Regions from separate parts of the Mus musculus genome. Here region 2 is linked to region 1. A link is a contact called in public HiChIP or PLAC-seq data. All regions are on one chromosome and are shown on one strand. Each heading gives the region's core, a stretch centred on a gene start, on an enhancer-like site or on the middle of the called end of the contact. The rest is flanking DNA. Distances are from core to core; before and after follow the strand shown. Region 1 holds the start of 1810062O18Rik (RIKEN cDNA 1810062O18 gene). Region 2 overlaps Adk (adenosine kinase).

Region 1 (4,561 bases), core at 1,423-3,922:
ATATGGCTAAGAGCCTTCTGTAACTCAAATTACACAGGATATAACACCCTCTTCTGGCTTCATGGGACACTATACACATGTGGTACATATGGTGACATGAATGCCTAAAACATCCATACACATAAAAGAAAATCAATCTAAAAAGAAAAAAATAATACATGTCCATAAAATAAAGGTCTTTAAAATAGAAGCGTTGAGTCTAAAATTTAAAGACAAAAAAGGAAAAGTTCCAAAGAGGAAAAGACTACTTGTACTCAATTCTAATGGCAGTTTCCTCATAATCTGATGATGTTGAGTCTATGCAAAGCTAGGGAAGTGTCCTGGACTTACAAAACCTGAGCTTTACTTACATGCTGTTGTTGTTTTACTTATTTATCTTTTAAGACAGGGTGCATTATGTAGCTCCGGCTAGCCTGAAACTTGCTATGTAGACCAGACTGGCCTCAAAATTAACAGCAACTTCCTGCCTCTGCCTCCAGTGTGGTGGGATTAAAGGCATGTGACCACAGTATCAGGAATTCTAATACATTCCACATAGAAATGAAAGTTGTCACCATGAAGAAGATACAACTAATACACAACATGCATTAACCATACGTTTATAACTGAAATTTCCCAAACAAGCTCCTTTCCTACTAAGAAAATGGTTTTCATTTCAAAACAATAAACTGTAAATGGCTATGTATTAGACTCACAACTCACCCCTAAAGAATCTGCCTTCTGCTTGCAACTCGTTTTTCCTTCATTAAAGCAGTATGAGAAAAAGATTGCTACATAAATGACAAGGAACAAGATTCACAAAAGGACAACATAAATACATGATTTGGGAATGTGACTAGTTACGTCAGCTATTATTCTGGTGAAAAGTATCCAGAAAAATAAGCACACAGGAAATATAGTTAAGAAAATGAAGAAGCAGGCAATGGCCTGTTTCAACCCCCACCTATACAATTACAGAAATTAATAGGATCAATGCCTGATCTTCTATCCTTCAAGAAAAAAAAAAATCCCAGAAAAAGAAGCTCATAAACTATTCATTCTAGGGGCTGGTGAGATAGCTCAGCGAGTAAGAGCACTGACTGATCTTCCAGAGGTCCTGAGTTCAAATCCCAGCAAACACATGGTGGCTCACAACCATCTGAAATGAGATCTGACACCCTCTTCTGGTACGTCTGAAGTCAGCAACAGTCTACTTATTTATAATAATAAAATAAATCTTTGAGAAAAAAACCTATTCATTCTTTTTTTAAAATTTATTTAATGTATATGAGTACACTGTCACTGTCTCCAGACACACCAGAAGAGGCATCAGATCCCATGACAGATGGTTGTGAGCTACCATGTGGCTGCTAGGAACTGAACTCAGACTTCTGGAAGAGCAGTCAGTGCTCTTACCCGCTCTTACTCCAGTCCTATTTAGTTCATTCTAATGCTTAACCCAACCACATATGTCATGCTTTAAGAACCTAAAGTGCAGATTGAAAACAGAAAAAACACAGGTGGGCAGTGGTGGCGTACACCTTTGATTGGGCTCTTAAGAAGCAGAGGCAGGCATATCTCTGAGTTCCAGACCAGCCTACTTTCCAAGTTCCTGGCTAAGACTACGCAAAAAAGCCCTATCTCGAAAAACCAGCACACATACATACATACATACATACACACACACACACACACACGAGAAAAGGGTTTGTTTTAAAATATTTTAATGGCAAACCATGGTCACAATTCAAAGCAAAGCTAGCAGTATTTAAACACTGTGCCAGTCTATACTTGAGACACTGAATTTGAAAATTAAAATAACTTTAAAAATGAGCATAATCTAAATGACGAAATCTTCATTTTACGATTTCTGCTTATTGACTGCAAAATAAAGAAAAATAATTTCAGTTCTTAATATTCTTAATCCATAGTATTAGTGTGGTAGATGGGCTCTCTCTGAGAGCCTGGACTTTTAAGGAACTTTCAACTGCCTCTCAATTTAATTTAAATAAATCTGTTTATCTGTACACACACGTCCTCCCTGGCTCAGAAGAATTTCACTTTTCCTTCTAAAGAGTAAGTCGTGTGTTTAGAGGCGGCTTGTAAAACCCTTTCTGTTAAGTGTACCACTTCCTATACATGGGACTTTTTTGCCTCCTCTTTGTAAGATGGCTTTTTCCCCTGCCCCGCAGCTACGTCTGGGTTCCTAGGTCACCCCGGGATCCTTCATCCTGGTCCAGTCCCATACGGTTTTCCCGATTTCCGCGCGGGGTGGCATCTGAGGGCCGAGCGCAAACCCCCTGCGGCTGGCGCTAGCTAGGCGTTGTCACCCGGGAGCAGGCGTGGGCCAGAACGCGGGCGAGTCCAACGGCGTGCGGCTAAGGGGTTCCGGGGCCCCTCGGTGCGCCCGGGCAAGCCGGGAGTGCAGCTGTCGAGGAGCCGGAAGCTCTTAACGCGGGCGCCGCGCCGACCACAGGCAAAGCAGGAAAGAAAGGGGCTCACTGCGGCGGACGGCCCTGAGCCCGCGTTAGCGACAGCCCGCGCACGACGCCCGCCCGGGCCTGCAGGGCGAGCGGGAGACCGAGGAGCAGCCTACGCCTCGGCCCGGCCCAGCGGGGACCCGCCCAGGGGCCACTCCCCAAGGGAGGCAGCCAGTCACTCGCCCGCCCCGCCAGGCCCGCTCCTGAGGGGACGGACTCCCGCCCGCCCTCACACCGCGCCTCACGCCAGGCCCCCAGGCTTCGGGTACCTCTCACCTTTGACGACGCGGTCGGCCCCGAGAGGGGGCGGTGGGGGCGGGGGCGGGGGCGGCGCGGCCCGGGCCGGCTCCGGGGCGGCCATGCTGGGCCCGGGGCTCGGCTAGGTGCCGGGACGGGCGGGGTTGGGGGCGGGGGCGGCGGCTACCAGAGCCAAGCGGCGGCGCCGCCGGGGAACATGGCGGACCCTCTTTCCCTTCAGAGGGGCTAAGACCGTCATGCATCGCGCGTGCAGGGGCGGGGGCGGGACAAGCTCCAGGGACTTGAGCAAAATTACCGAGGCTACTACAGAAACGGAAACAGTCCAAGGGATCAGGTGAAAATTCCGTACATGCAGAAAGACAAACCAGTAAAGAGAGGTTGCAGATTAAACTGAGGGGCTGTTGATAAAATGCAAGGGGAAAAAAGGACGGTTTTTTGGCCGCTTTGGAGCCCAGGAAAATGAAGAGGTGTAATTTGATCTCAGAATTTCCCAGGCCTAGACAAATATATGACAATTTATCTACAAAATCTAAGTGATAATACTATGGCCAGAGAGAAAAATGAAAGAAGCATCAGGGAATCTATAGAGTGGCATTATCATTTAAAATGAAATTTTCCCTTTAATACCAGACCTCAGGAGGCAGGGGAAGGCAGAACTCTGTAAGTTCAAGTCTAGCTAGGTCTAACCACTCAGGGCAACAAAGTGAGACTGTCTCAACAAAACGGGGCCCTAGAGAGTTGCATAGAATTCGAACTCTTGCTTTGAGAGTTTGGAAAAGTCCAAAGGCACATAAATTCAGCTGGAAAAGTCTAAGCACCACGATTTAAGAACCAAAATGGATCAAGGGAAGTAGGGAATGACACCAAGAGGTGTCCTGAGAACCTGTAAGATTCCCCTGGAAAGCCATTGCCTCTCTCGTAATTCACTGAGCAAATAAATTTGAAGGCAGAGAGATGGTTCAATGGATAAAGGTGCTTGCAGCCAAGGACTGTGATTTAAGTTCCTTAGGACTAATCCCCATGGCCGAAGGAGACAATGGAAAGAAGGAATTAGACTCCTTCTAGTCTGACATCTACTAAAACTTGTAAATAAAGAAATGAAATAGAAAAAAATGGAAAGCAGAGACTAAGTAGGTAGAAAATAGGAAATTAGTTCCTTATCTTTGTACATACTCGGAATTTGAATTTGGGCAACTTGCAGAAACAGATCCAAGTTGACCAGCATCCAAGAGGTCAAGAAACAAGTACAGGTGGTCCTTAACAGTTATTAATAAGATGCTCAGATGCTGAAGGCATAGGCCACCAAACCCAGTAATGGAACCACAGGGCACACAAGGTATTAAAAGAGAACTGACTAGTACAGCTTACTCTAGCCTTCATGTGTCCTCCTCATACATATGCACAGTCATTACACTTCTTCCAAAAAGATAGAATTGTGTGTATGACACGAGCAGTGTTGAATGGTTCAGGGGCCAACATATCTACTAAGGCCCATGTCTCTATGTTATAGCATCCAAATAGGATGAAACAAGAAAGCCCTCTGTATCTTATTACTCAGTAACACAAGTTCTCAGAATCTGTCCTCAGTGATTAGGAGGGCAACGTTCTCAGCATCTGTTGTTTCTTTGTGTTCATCAGTAAGATCAAGATCTGGAATAAATAAGGAGGGAAAACCCAATAGACATTCTTTGCAAAGGGAACCTTCCAAATTATTTTCTTTTGTGTGTTTATGTGTTTTACCTGCATGAATGTCTGTGCACCACATGTGTTCAGTCTCCATAGAGGGCAGAAGAGTAGATTATATTCCCTGGAACTAGAGCTACCAAATATTGTGAACCACTATG
Region 2 (4,561 bases), core at 545-3,044, 540 kb after region 1:
TGAAGCCTGGGATTAAATGTGTGTGCTGCCACAGCCTGACACCTCTGTGAATTTTTATTCTGTTGTGTCATGAGCACAATCATGTAATTTTTAAAAAAGATTTATTTATTATTATACATAAGTACACTGTAGCTGTCTTCAGACACACCAGAAGAGGGCAGGGCGCCAGATCTCATCACAGTTGGTTGTGAGCCACCATGTGGTTGCTGGGATTTGAACTTCAGAAGAGCAGTCAGTGCTTTTAGCTGCTGAGCCATCTCTCCAGCCCCCGAGTAAAATGTTTTTAAAGTTCATCCATGTCATATCAGCTTATCAGTATCTCATTTCTTCTCATGGTTGAATACGTTTTGATGTGTAGGTTATTTTGTTAAGCCAGCTCTATGGGTTATTTTCAGTCTGGCTGTTGTGAATAGTAGTACTGTGAGCACCCATGTGTAAGTTTTGTGTTGCCATATGTTTGTTTCTCTTAGGGAAGGATGCAGCTTCATAGGATAATTTTATGTTATTTTGTGAACAAAAATTCCTGGATAGAAGCTGACAACAAAGGCTGACTGACTCATTAGAACTTTAATGATGTGGAAATGATGGAATGTTGCCAAGCCAAATTATCTTGGGCTATCTTTAACACACTTAATAACCATTTATTACCTTCCTCTCCGTGTGACCTAATATCTTTGTGACCGTTAGGTAAATCTTTTGGAATGTACAGACAGACCCCTGCAGATAACATCTGAAGTCCATAGTTTGATTTCCCAGCTTTTCTAATATTTCTACCAATGTATTCAGAAAGGGTCTTGATTTATGATTTTCTTGTGTTACTATAAAACTTTATTAAACTGTTACATTATTGGAACATGGCATTTGGTAAACTATTTCTGGGTATAATCACTCACATTTGGCTTCAGAACAAACCATGTTTTTTGTTCCTTTGAGGTAAAAGCCCCCATTTTTCTGTCTCCTTCCTTCTCTGTCTCTTCTTCCTTCTTTAGAAACTTCATCCCTGTTTACCAATGTGGCTGCATCATTTTACATTTCCAACAATGTCTGAGGATCCAGTTTTTCACATTCCTGTTATACTTGCTACTGTTTCCCAGTCTGCTTAGAGATACTGTGCCTGTCGAGGCACATCCTAAACACGCAGCCAGAGCTTACAGCAGTAAAGCTGTCGTTTGTGCTTGTGCGGTCTTCTGCCCAGGCAGATATGGGTGCTTCGGGCCTTCCCTTGTCTTCCTTAAGCTTGGCCACTGCAATTTTAGGAACATTCTGGAGGTTCCCTCTGTGGATGTTTTTTCCTTACACTTTCCCTTTTATGTTTTTGGTTAACTTGTTTGTTCCAACTGCTTCAAGCAGCTGGAATGTTAAACAGTTGCAGCTGGTTGTATTTGAGATGCTCTTTGGGAAACTCTGAGCACAGGGCAAGCTCAGGATCAGCTCAAACACGGGAAGGCTTGAGCTTCTGAAGGACCTGTCAGTTAGCTGAAATGATTGCAGTTCTCCGAAATAGAGCTTTGATAGTGTACCAGCACATTTCTCACCTCTCAGGGGCTGCCTGGCATCTGGCTTCAGTCTGTGAGGGTTGTTTCTTCTCAGAATCACTATGAAACTGGGGAGAGGCAGAGAGGGATCTCTATTCCTGTGATAAAACTGTAAAAGCAACTCGGAGAGGATAGGGTTTATTTCTGTGTACAGCCCAGATCCCAGTCCATTGTCAAAGGAAGGCAGCACAAGAACACAGGCAGGGCAGGCCGCTGGGGAACCCAAGCATGGCTCTGAAGCGATGCTGCTTAGTGGCCCTCTCCTCCTGCCTTGTTTAGTTTGCTTTCATATACAACCTAGATCTGCCTGCTTGCTCAGGGTGCACTCCAACCCCCCTGGCCTTTCACATCAATCATTAATCAAGAAAATGGCCTACCAAATTGCCTGCAGGTGTTTTCTCAATTGAGTTTCTTCTTCCTAGATAATTCTAACTAGTGTCAGGTTGATACAAATCTACTAAGACCTTAAGTAAAACCACTAGGAAGCTAGCTGCCCTACCTGCATTCAGCCACTCTCCCATAGCTGGTTATGTATTTTCTTCTCCTTTGGAGCTCTTATAATTGTAAAAGGATGAGTCAGTTTTGCAGTCTGAAAATTATTATTCATTTATAAGCTGGGTGGGGTGGCCCATGCCTGGACATGAATCACAGAGCAGCCTAGACTACACAACAAGACCCTGTCTCAAGCAGACAAATGTGGCAAACATGTCAATATTTCAGTGTTAGGTATAAAAAAGATACTGAGACAAACGGTCACTTATGTAGTTGCTTTGTCAGTCAGGCCAGACCCTGTCAGGAAATTGCTCGAATGGCCCCATTCATTCGTGAGGAAATAGTGCAATGCTTTAGACACACGTCACTTTTCTTCTGTCTAGCATCTTCAACCTTCTACTCCTTTGGTAATTTCTTTTTGCGCTAAACATGTATGTTTCGGGGCTGGAGAGATGATGGTGCAAAGGTTAAGAGCCCTTACTGATCCCCAGATGAGCAGTTCCTTGACCCAAGCTCTGTGACTCCAGCTCCGGGAGATCTGGAGCCCTTGTCTGGCTTTGGAGGGCACTTGAACATATGTGGCCGTGCACACACCCTCTCTCACTGTAAATAAGAAGAAAACGAAATGTTAAAGAAATATGTATGTTCAGATTCCAACTTCTTGGGACCAACTTTTACCTTCCTCATACACCAGGTGTTTTAGAATTACTCAGGCCATCTAGGTGATTGAGCCCGCCCTTCTGTGGGAGGGTTTCCTGACCATCTTCCACCATCGCATCTAGTGAGATGAGCTTCCATATGTTCTTCTACATTTGGATGAAACAGTTTGATACATAAAACCACAAACTCTGCTATTTATTCCCCAGAAGAGTCTGTTGTCAAAGACAGTCTGGAAGGGGACTGACTGGTCTGGCCACCCAGTCTCAAAACCTGTAAAAATAGCCAGACTTAAAATGGAAGGCAGGAAAGAGGAGATTTATTCAGTGTGGCTACTTGGAAAGAGGGGCAGAGATTCGGGCCCCTGCCCTCAATCTGTCTTCAGGATCCTGGAGAGAGATTAAAGTTTAAATAGCCGGCCAGGAATGTACACATCTGTGGTAACAATCAAGGTGTCTGCTCTTCCGCTCTCACCCTGGAAGGTGGTCTGACAAGCTGGTGGAGCTGTGTGAAATCTTTCCTGGAGACAAATCCTTTCTTTATCTAGCTCCTTCCCTTCTCCCAGCATGAGATTCCTGGAGAAATTCCCATTTCTTTGGAGTTCATTGTTTCAATAGTGTGAGTCAGATTGAGAGACATTAGTGTCCCTTTAGAATACCTTTATCTCTGCCAGTCTTGTGCAGCTGAAGAAGGCCTATCACTCCTTATCCCCCTGCCTCTGTCTCTCAAGAGTAGCAGTAGGCTTATAGGTGTGGGTAGTCGTTTATCCATTTCTAAAAATAACTATCATTGCTAGGCATGGTGGTATACACCTTTAATCCCAGCACTCCAGAGGTAGAGGCAGAGAACATCTCTGTGTTTGAGCCCAGTCTGGTTTACATAGTGAGTTCTAGGTCAGCCAGAGCTACAGAGAAACCCTGTCTTAATCTTCTCCTATCTACAGTCTCTCTCTCTCTCCCCCAAAAGTGATTTTTTTGATTTGTGGCCTTTGTTCCATTACTATAAAAACGTCCGGACATTCGCTTCCATGTTGGAACATGGAACTTGGTGGAGCCTAAATCCATGTTCCCGATATGCTCTCTCCAATTTGGCTCCAGAATAAACTTTTGAAGAACCAGTCTACCTCAATTTTAGGCTTAAAAATGATCTTATAGTAAAGCCAAACTAGGTTCATTTCTGTTTATGATTGAATCTCTGTTTCTCGAGAACTGTGTTATGTCCCACCCTGTAGCCTTAACTACAAAATGTTCTGAACTGCCTGTTCCAGGAATTGCAATCCTGCCTTTATTTTATTTTATTTTTATTTATTTATTTTAAGATTTATTTATTTTTTATATGTAAGTACACTGTAGTTGTCTTCGGACACACCAGAAGAGGGCGTCAGATCTTGTTATGGATGGTTGTGAGCCACCATGTGGTTGCTGGGTTTGAACTCTGGGACCTTTGGAAGAGCAGTCAGTGCTCTTAACTGCTGAGCCATCTCACCAGCCCCCATGCCTTTATTTTAAAAAGTTGTTTACACATCTTGCTTTTGAAACTTAACTTTGTTTCATAGGGTTATGTGGCCACCAATGACTACCTTGTTATGTTCACCTTGCAACCAAGTCTTTGCTTCAGGAAGAACTAACTTATGTTCTGCTCCTGTAACTCTGCCTATTTTGCCCACCAAACCCCTAATAAAACCCCCTAACCCTGAGCTGTATAAAAACCTTGTCTTCCTCACATCCAATGCTGCTCTCTTGCACCCCACCTTAGGGGGAGGCAGCTCATGTACACAAATAAAAAAGTGTGCTGTAATTAATTTGGCCATGACAATTCGAGTCAGTGGTCTTTCTCATCCTATCTGATTAACACCATCTCTTCTCCTCCTTGAGCTG

What was found. HiChIP or PLAC-seq counts read pairs in DNA pulled down with a chosen protein or histone mark.
Region 2: a contact with region 1 is called in an H3K27ac HiChIP or PLAC-seq map of trophoblast stem cells, with 13 read pairs. The contact joins the enhancer-like site here to the promoter of 1810062O18Rik in region 1. A contact is called at or near these places in 2 of 39 promoter capture datasets (neutrophils and pre-B cells) and 4 of 115 datasets of contacts at active chromatin or transcription factors (extraembryonic endoderm stem cells, memory CD8 T cells, pancreatic cancer cells and 1 more).

The regions. Positions count from the first base shown.
Region 1 is chr14:20,543,621-20,548,181 of GRCm38.p6, forward strand. It overlaps 1810062O18Rik (RIKEN cDNA 1810062O18 gene), which reads left to right and starts at 2,673. Exons shown (of 6, transcript NR_033571.1): 1 at 2,673-2,724. Ppp3cb (protein phosphatase 3, catalytic subunit, beta isoform) reads right to left here and starts at 2,953. Exons shown (of 14, transcript NM_008914.3): 1 at 2,736-2,953. The coding sequence starts at 2,820.
Region 2 is chr14:21,085,712-21,090,272 of GRCm38.p6, forward strand. The region is part of intron 1 of Adk (adenosine kinase); the gene reads left to right. Among named protein-coding and RNA genes, the nearest start is that of Adk, 35 kb to the left of the region's middle. Within about 2 kb of position 1,795, at least 124 of the 459 cell types and tissues checked have an H3K27ac peak or open chromatin away from gene starts, as enhancers often do. A contact at or near this core is called in extraembryonic endoderm stem cells, pancreatic cancer cells and trophoblast stem cells, where this site is marked.